Regions from separate parts of the Ovis aries genome. Here all the other regions are linked to region 1. Evidence: chromatin contacts called from public Hi-C data. All regions are on one chromosome and are shown on one strand. The core of a region is the stretch at or near the end of the contact, and the rest is flanking DNA. Distances in the headings are between cores, read along the strand shown. Region 1 holds the start of CHMP6 (charged multivesicular body protein 6). Region 2 holds the start of ENDOV (endonuclease V). Region 3 holds the start of RPTOR (regulatory associated protein of MTOR complex 1).

Evidence for each region. A called contact is a pair of places that touch in the nucleus more often than the background predicts.
Region 2: a contact with region 1 is called in a Hi-C map of hypothalamus, with 4 times the contacts expected there. The contact joins the promoter of ENDOV here to the promoter of CHMP6 in region 1. A contact is called at or near these places in 10 of 16 Hi-C or Micro-C datasets (blood, hypothalamus, liver and 3 more).
Region 3: a Hi-C map of hypothalamus shows a contact between it and region 1, with 4 times the contacts expected there. The contact joins the promoter of RPTOR here to the promoter of CHMP6 in region 1. A contact is called at or near these places in 2 of 16 Hi-C or Micro-C datasets (hypothalamus and liver).

The regions. Positions count from the first base shown.
Region 1 is chr11:51,166,141-51,169,152 of ARS-UI_Ramb_v3.0, reverse strand. It overlaps CHMP6 (charged multivesicular body protein 6), which reads left to right and starts at 1,575. Exons shown (of 8, transcript XM_027974252.2): 1 at 1,575-1,695. The coding sequence starts at 1,633.
Region 2 is chr11:51,604,575-51,607,586 of ARS-UI_Ramb_v3.0, reverse strand. ENDOV (endonuclease V) reads left to right here and starts at 1,562. Exons shown (of 11, transcript XR_009595619.1): 1 at 1,562-1,627; 2 at 1,930-2,101.
Region 3 is chr11:51,497,429-51,500,440 of ARS-UI_Ramb_v3.0, reverse strand. RPTOR (regulatory associated protein of MTOR complex 1) reads left to right here and starts at 1,478. Exons shown (of 35, transcript XM_042256773.1): 1 at 1,478-2,416. The coding sequence starts at 2,255.

The DNA.
Region 1 (3,012 bases), core at 326-2,825:
AGGGCTGGGACACATAAGGACTCGACGTGAATTCATCAGGTGCAACTCACTCACTGAGCTCCTTGTGTCCTCAAGGCACAGGCACTGGATAGAGGCCCCAAGAAATCCCTTGGTGAGGACCTCGGGTTCTTGAAAAGCCCTCCAAGGTCTGCAGGCCAGAGAAGACAGTAGAGGCACTGCCATCAAAACAGGGGCCCTGATTTCTCCTGAGAAACAGGAGGTGCAAGGCTCAGAGCTCACATGGGCAGGTCACTGGAAAAGGCAGCAAACCCACACAGTAGTCACAATGCACGGTGCCAGAGAGCCCTTGCCACTGGCCAACTGCAAAAGCTGGATAGTCTCAGAAAGCCTCAGTGGATCATTAAGAAACCAGCCAGATCTGGGAGATAGAGATCTGATGGGAAGGACCTTAGAGGAAAATCATGACCTCTCACCCAGTTCCAGGACTGAACAGAAGGGAGTATGGGTTCCTCATGAAGGGGTCTAGGTAGTATGCCTGGCAAACCAACCCCCAGTGCCCGAACCATTGTGCCAGGTACTGCTGCTGCCTAACAACCTCCCCCTGCCCTGGCTCTGCACTTAGGTGGAGTCAGCAGGGAAGGCTCATCTCTGCTCTGTGGGACACCAGCTGAGCGGCCTGGGTTATCTGATGGGGGAAAGAACTCCCCTGACAAGAAAGCACATCTATCCAGAGAGCAAGGGCTGCTGACTCCTCCCCACGCAGTCCTCTCACAGACTGCTGCTGGAATAGACACTCTGGATATGGATTTGCCTCTGCCCACTCTAGGAGGCTTCTGCCAGCTGCACTGTTGTGGACTTGGAGGCCGCTAGTGGTGTCCATGCAGCTCTGCTCCTGATCAAGGAGTTCATTTCACAGAAAGGGGTGAGCGCTGAGCATGTGCCACCGGACACCTCATCTTATGACCCCACCTGCCCAGGACTGCTAGAAAGGTGGTGGGGCCCATGCAGACTGGGCTGTGGGCTCAGCCTGGGCGACCAAACCGGGCTGAGTACTGGGACCCCTCATGCCAACCAAGATGCACGAGTGGAAGCCAGGGCTGCAGGTGTGGGTGGCACCCCAACCTATATCCTCGATGACCCGTGGAGGCTTCTGCCGGGACCATGGAACCAGAAGATGGGCTCCCCTGGAGACAGGCCACCAGCCCGGAGGACAGAACCAGTGGGGCACGCTGCCTAGTTGGCAGTTCAGTGGACACTAGAGATCAGGGTTGTAACATCACTAAACGCAGCATTTTGTGCATCCGAGCCGGCGGGGCAGTGATTTGTGAACAAGATCTCTGACCTTCCGGGAGGCGGTCCATGCGGTCACCCTGCAGGGTTCCCACGGTAGTGGGAGATGGAACATCTAGTCTTGAAGACCGCGCGGGTGGGGCCTTCTGGAAATGCACCTGAACCGCGCAATCCAGGGCCCCTGAGCCCCGCCCACTGCAGGTCCAGCCCCTTCTCTGGGCGGGGCTTCTGTCCACAGACGGCCGCGTTCCGCGTTCTGCGGCGCCGGGCCCCGCGCGGCCGCCGTAGCGGGGTGGGTTGGGCCCGAACTACGGTAGCCGTGTGGCGCGGGGCACGGGTCCGACCGGGTAGGGCGGCGGGGCACGGGCCGGGCCGGCCGCCATGGGTAACCTGTTCGGCCGTAAGAAGCAGAGCCGGGTCACGGAGCAGGACAAGGCGATCCTGGTGAGATGCCGGGCCCTGCAGGCGGGTGGGCGCGGGCCGGGTACCCCCGGACTGTACGGGGAAACCGAGGCTGGGCGGCGGCAGGCTGCGCTCCGTTTCTCCAAAGAGTCCAGCGCCTCTGGCCGCCCAGCCTCACGCCCGGGCTGCAGCCTCGGAGCCCGTCTGGGGCGATGCGCAGTGGGCTCCCCTTGGGGAGCATGTCCGGGCCCGGTACCCAGCGAGTCTGAGCGAATCCTGTCGCTGCGGGTGTAGGTGGTCCGGGTGTGGCTGAGCTGTGCTTCGGGAGGCGGGGCCCTCCTTGTACTGTCTCGTGGTTGTACCTTGTCCGTGGGCGAGTCCGCGCTTGCGGGTGGGGTTTCTAAACTCCAGCCCCACGGGAGCCAGCCCCAGACCACTTCCCAGCCCCCGCCCCGACCCGGTGCGGGCTCGGGGCCTGCGTGGCAGACTCAGGTGGGAGGTCGTGGGGAGGGGATGATCTGGCAGTGGGGCATCATTGCTGCTCCCAGAACTGGGGATCTAAGCAAACGCTCTCACTGTGGGACGGTCGTGTTCTGTGTGCTTAGGACTCAGGCTGGACTCAACACCTTCCCAGTCCTTGTCAAACTTACAACCTGTGCGGCCCCTGAGAACGAGCCATTGGCCCCGAGCTTGTGGGCTGCCCTTGTCTCCAGGCCACTCCTGGCCCTCGAAAGTTCTGGATGATGGTGATGTTTCTGTTTCTACCTGTGGATTTGAGCATCTTTTTCTGGAGAGCACTGATATGAAAGTTAGCTTCTAGGGAAAGAATCGTGTGGTGTGTTAAGTGAAATGACGTGTTGAGACTAACCCATTTTTGTAAGAGAAGTGTGTCAGGAAGGAGAGAGCCTAGAATGTAAGTGGAATCTACCTTCGCTTTCTTTTCTGAGTTTCTGCAGGAAGAGTACGTAATTTTTGATACTAAGAAAGAAACTAATTCAAGTGGCAGGTTGTTTTATGGGGGGAGGCGAGGTGGTTTTACTGTAGCTTCTGAAACCAGAAGTTATAAAACTTTTTAACTGAAGTTCCCCTTGAAAAAGAGGCCTGTTTGTCACTGGAGAAGATCAGCTGTCATTGGGTTTTTATTGTGGTTGGGGTCCGGTCCCCCACATATGCTGGCCTCCTTCCTGGGTTTCTGGGCCTCTGGCTAAGCAGGAAGCTCCCGAAGCTCTCCTCCTGTTGTCAAGGATACACATCGGTGGGGTCGTGACAGGAACAACTCAGTTGGCACACCACAGAACAAACTATCGCCTGATGTTTTCTGAGGATGAAGAGCTGAGCTGAGGAACCTTACGCTGCCCC
Region 2 (3,012 bases), core at 313-2,812, 440 kb before region 1:
AAGTACCTCTCAGTGCTGTGGTGAGAAGTAACAGGGCATGGGTAAATTACACCACAGGGCCTGGTCTGCTGTGAGCGCTCAGGAAATAGCCCTCATCCCCTCTCCCAGCTGAAAACTCACCCACATCTCCAGGCCCATCAGTGGTCAACGCCATATGAAACCTTTCCTGAAACTCAGACTCCAGTCCTAGTCTCCTGCATTTTCCTCTTGAGGTTTGTATTCAGATTAGTTATCCATATACTTCTCTAAATTCCCCTAGAAGAACATAAACCGCTGGTTAAATCGCTGCACCTCCGCCTATCTGGTCACCTTTCAGTACTTCAAATACACCAACCTCTTTGCTGTCTCAGCCCTTTACACGTGCTGTTCTCTTTGCCTGAAATGCTCTCTTGTACTCAACCTTCAGGGCTCCTTTACCACCAGTTTAAACAGGCTCCCATGTTATTTTCATGTCAGCACTTAACACAACTGCAGTTCTACTATCAGGAAGCTGTAACCTCAGCATCTTGTACAACACCTAGCACAAAGCAAATGGAATCATTATTCTTTCAACTGACAAGCAGGGGTCAGTCAATGCCCCCCAGGTTGTCCCTATTTAGTTTTTCCGCTCACCAAGATCCACCAGGTCAAATTTATGAGTCTGGACCCACTAAGGACTGTGTCCTGTCCTCAAAAAGAGTCACTGAAACTGAGGTCAAGGTACCATGTAAACGGAAGATGCTTGGTGATGGCGTTCAGGACGCTACCCCAAAATATGGCACTTTGGTGTATTGATCTAAAGCCAGAGAAATTTTAGACAATGGCAGAAGCAGCAAAATCACTCCTGCTTCAACCATTTTCCGCTCCAAATCTCCCAGGTGAAAGGTCCCCTCCCAGGAAGGAGAGGGACATTCTTATCACCAGAGGCAGGAGGTTTAGGGTCCAGAAGGCTGTGTGAGGAAAGCTCGATCTGGTTTCACTATTTACTACGCACAGTCCAAACCTCTCTTGTCTTATCAGTTCTTCACAAATTCATTGTTTCTTTCTCTAATAGGTATAAAGCTTTAGTTCTGGCCACTTCTTTGGGTCTTCACTCTCTAGTGAAAGGTCCCCTCCCTGTACGTGTAGAAGTGAAAGTCTATCAGTCGTGTCCGACTCTTGGCGACCCCACGGACTATACAGTCCATGGAATTCTCCAGGCCAGAATACTGGAGTGGGTAGCCTTTCCCTTCTCCAGGAGATCTTCCCAACCCAGGTCTCCCGCATTGCAGGCGGATTCTTTACCAGCTAAGCCACAAGGTAAGCAGGTACGCGGAGAAACTCAGTAAAATATGTACACATGGCTTTTCTCCTGCAGATCTGTGTTTGTCAGTGTAACTTTCAGATCCCGTTAGAAGCTCGCGGCTACGTCAGAAGACCAACTCAGAAGACCCGCTCTTCCAGCGCAGCTAATGCCCAGCTAGGCCTCCGGCCACCAGATGGCGGTGTCCAAGAGCCTCTGCAAACGCTACCACGGCGACGACGCTGGCATAGCGCCGGCGCGCGGCGCTCCGGAAGTGACGCTACAGGAAGGGGGTGCTCCAGGCAGCGCCATGGCCGGAAAGGCGGCTGGAAAACCGCCTGAGGAAATCTTGTTGGACTGGAAACGGTAATGAGGCAGGGGACGCGCAAAGTCCGGGGATTGGAGCGACGTGGTTCCCCGCGGACCTCCGACTTCATAACCCCTAACTTGGGGCCCCAGGGTCCTGGGCCTGCTTTTGGCTTGCGGGCGAAAGGGTTGTAGCTTCCGGGACCGCGTCTGGGTCTCGAGGGAGGGACTTCCAGACCAGGTGGGTCTCTAGTAGAGCTTCGACTCCCGGGCCTGGAATCCACATGAGGGCGGCCGCAGCTGGACCGCGGGGTGCGGGGTTTCTGGGCTGGGCGGACCGCTGGACCTGTTTCTACTCTCAGGGAGCAAGCCTCGTTGAAGGCCCGTGTTGTGGACCTGGACACGGAGGCTTGGCAACGGGACCCCGCCTTCTCAGGCCTGCAGAGGGTCGGGGGCGTGGACGTGTCTTTTGTGAAAGACGACAGTGGCAGCGCCTGCGCCTCCCTGGTGGTGCTCAGCTACCCAGAGCTTGAGGTAACCCCTAGGGGACTCTGGCCAGGGGCCGCACAGCTGCGTTCCCTTGTGCGTTAGTGAGAGAGGCGGGACTCTGGACAGGGAACAGTGCCAGAGTAGAACCCCGCTTCTCCTCTTGTGGGAGTTCACTAATAAATTGGAAAGCTTTTGAAGAAAAGAGGAGGGGAACAAAAACTGACTAGATTCTGTGACCTAAATCCAAATTAACTCATATCTCCAAGTTTGGCAGTCATCTTTTGCTCCCCATCTCAGGAACCTACAGCAACATACACTCAAGTTGCCCAAGACGCTAGAAATCTCTGTCTTCCCATACCCCTCAGCTGGTCGCACACTAACTACATTTTTTCCACCACCTAAAATCACTGGAGTCTGTCCCCTTGTCTTTATCGCTGCTGCCCCTTCTTGGCTGTACCACTGTCACCTCTTAAGTAGGTGACAGGTGGAATCTTTCCTGGGTCCTTTCTCCATGCTGCCAACGGAGCAGTTTTCCTAAAAAGCAAATGTGAGCAGTCACCACCTAGTCCAGTTAAAACACTTAAGTGCCCATCCTGTGATCGCATAGTAAATAAAAATAACACTAACAAGGCATAAAGAGATCTCTAGTCTTTCCCATTCTGTTGTTTTCCTCTATTTCTTTGCATTGATTGCTGAAGAAGGCTTTCTTATCTCTTCTTGCTATTCTTTGGAACTCTGCATTCAGATGCTTATATCTTTCCTTTTCTCCTTTGCTTTTTGCCTCTCTTCTTTTCACAGCTATTTGTAAGGCCTCCCCAGACAGCCATTTTGCTTTTTTGCATTTCTTTTCCATGGGGATGGTCTTGATCCCTGTCTCCTGTACAATGTCACGAACCTCATTCCATAGTTCATCAGGCAGTCTATCTATCAGATCTAGGCCCTTCAATCTATTTCTC
Region 3 (3,012 bases), core at 229-2,728, 330 kb before region 1:
GTGAGAATGATTTTGGATTGCACTATTTACTCAGATGTTGAAAGGAACACAAATGCTGTTTGGATTTTGGTTAAATCAGTTATCTTTAAAAAATTATTATTTTTTATTATCTTTTATTATCTATTATTATTTTATTATCTTTAATAAATTATTATTTGTGGACTGTTTTAAAAGTGTTTATTGAATTTGTTACAATACTGTTTCTGTTGTTTATGTTCTGGTATTTTGGCCATTTGGCATGTGGCTCTTAGCTCCCGAAGCATGGATTGAACTTGCACCCCCTCCATTGGAAGACAAAATCTTAACCACTGGACCCCCAGGGAAATACCCGCCCTCAGGATTTTGATATGGATTTTGACATCGTGTCAAAGCCCTAGGAAACCATACTGAGAAAGAGGGTCTCTTTGAGAGTCCAGCCTGACTCTTTTAGATTAACAAAGCACGCAGGGCTGCTGGATTTCCCTCTGGTATATACCCATCATTGCTGGCATTGTACTGGACACTCACTGTATACCAGACTCCTACACAGGTTAATTTTACCCTTCAAGGTGGGTATTATATAAACCCAGATTATAGTTGAAGGAAGTGAGGCTGAACTAGTTAAGGAATGGATCAATGTTGTCACAGGCATGGAAAGTGATACAGTTGAGATGCAGATACACGTGGGCCTTACCTCAAAGCCTAAATGCAGAGGGGAAGACCAGCCTCCCTGCCGATCTTCCTGCACCCCCCACCCTCCACTACTTTATCTAATGGTTACATGTGTGTCTCACTAGGCACTATGTTTATTGAAGACAGGCACTGCATGCCCCTTGGGGTTTATATTCCCTCTGCATGGGACACATTCTCACACACTGTAAACACGCAATGTTTACGGAATAGAGCAATAAAGTAGTGCAGGAGGCGATCCACGCATAGAGATCTATAGCTTTTAGCTGTTTGTAATAGCTTTTAGCTGTTTGTAAGTAAAGCTACATTCAAATAAGAATAAACCGCTCAGAAAATAAATGGATTAAACAAAAATTACAATTGTCAAAATTAATTTTTTCGCTGTGTTCCTTAAAAATAAGAGTCTGATTGATACTGTGGAGGATAGTACGTCTCCTCCCAACCTCGCGTACGATACTATATTCCTTTGTAATATTATCAATGATTCTTTCGGAAGCTTTTGCTTTTCCAAAATCTGGAAAAAACAAGGGGTCGATTCCTTTAATTTCAGAAGGATGTAGGTCTACTTGTAATAATAAAGATTTTTTCAAAATTAATTAAATGACACAGTTTCATTTATAGGACAGACTTTGATGTGACGCATCTGTTGAACGAAAAGCTATAAACTAGCAAGCTGAATTGTGGTAACGATGGTAACAAGGGGGCGGAGACTTCTCTCGCTGCCTCTTGGGAAGCGCGGCAAGGCAGAACGCTCTGAGGAAGTTTGGCCTGTTACCCACGCCGTAGATCGCGCTGCATGCTGGGTCTTGGCAATATGGCGTCCTCCTTGATGTGCTGATGAGCGGAGTTTCACTGTAGCTTGAAACCAGAGGACAAAACTCCCCAAACCCAATAAGCCCACATTACCCGTCTTTTCCGCGGCTCTGTGTAGCCTGTCTCTCAAGACTCGTTCTCAGACGGGCGAGAGCCATAGGGCTGGAGGCCAGGACCGGCCAGGCCGCGCGGACCCAGTGCTGAGGAGCCGGCTGCGGGCGAGCACGATGGGCCGGTCCTGGCTCTGGTTGCAGCAGCTCCTGCAAGTGCGCGACCCGCAGGGCTGAGAGTGGCTGCAGGAGACCCAAGGCGCTCTGAACCTCATCCCCTCGGCCGAAGACCTCAGCCCAGTCGGCGAACCGGCATCAAGAGCGGGCGGCCTGCCTGTCCTCTGATCGGCTGAGACGTTGGAGGCCGAGAGCAGGGTCATCGTGAGGCCTGGAGTCTCGCACGCCTTTGACAGCTCCGCTCGCAGCCCCTCTGGGAACTGACGGCCTCAGAAGCAGCCGGTGGCTTGGGAACTGGGGGCGTGTGTGTCTGTGCGGAGCCTCTTGGTTCCCTCATTTCCCACCCCCTCCGACTTCCCGCGCAGAGTTAGAAGAATCTCAGACTTTTTGCCTGAGTGAGGGTCTCTCCACCCTCTCCACCCATTTCTTTTTCTACCTCCCCCTTTTCTGTTTCTTATTTCACCCATTCTGGTACACACTAGTTTTCAAGGCTGGAGGTTCTCGAGCGTTTGCTGCCCAGGACTCCCCCACCCCCTCCCCCGCTCATGGAGTCCGAGATGCTGCAGTCGCCTCTCTTGGGACTCGGGGAGGAAGATGAAGCTGACCTTACAGACTGGAACCTGCCTTTGGCTTTTATGAAAAAGAGGCACTGTGAGAAAATCGAAGGCTCCAAATCCTTAGCTCAGAGCTGGAGGATGAAGGATCGGGTAAGTGGATAGCGCCGGCGCCCCTTGGACTTGAGTAGTTTTTTCAAGAAAGTTCAGAGCCAGAAGTATGTCCTTGGTAGAGCGGCGATATTCTTTCCCAGACACATGTTGCAGGTCAACTAAAAAGTACAAATCATTTCAGACTCCAGTTTTGGTTGTAAAGGGAAAAGGCTGTTTTGGTTAGTAGTTATTCACTGGATAGTGTTAATTAGATTCAAAGGGAGTTCTAATTCAGACAATGAAAGTTACACAAGTTAGAAAATACAGCGTTGCAAGTATTTGCATGCTTTTTTGGATATACTTAGTACTGTTAACACTTAGAGGAAAGACAACTTGGGATGTGGTATTTGTCCCCACATGGTAGGTCTACTTTTAGTGACTAGATTACTTTTTTTTTTTGATCCAAGCTAGGTGGAATGCAGAAGTCTAGTATAGTATGCTAGAAAACAAGATTACTGGCAAATGTTCAGCTAGTAACAGATTAATGCAAAGTTATTTTAAAGTTACAATGAACTTTACCAAAGCCTTCTAAGCAATTTGTCTTGAATCTAGGCTTTGCTCCTTTTATGTCATGTCCTGTTACTATTACTTGGAGG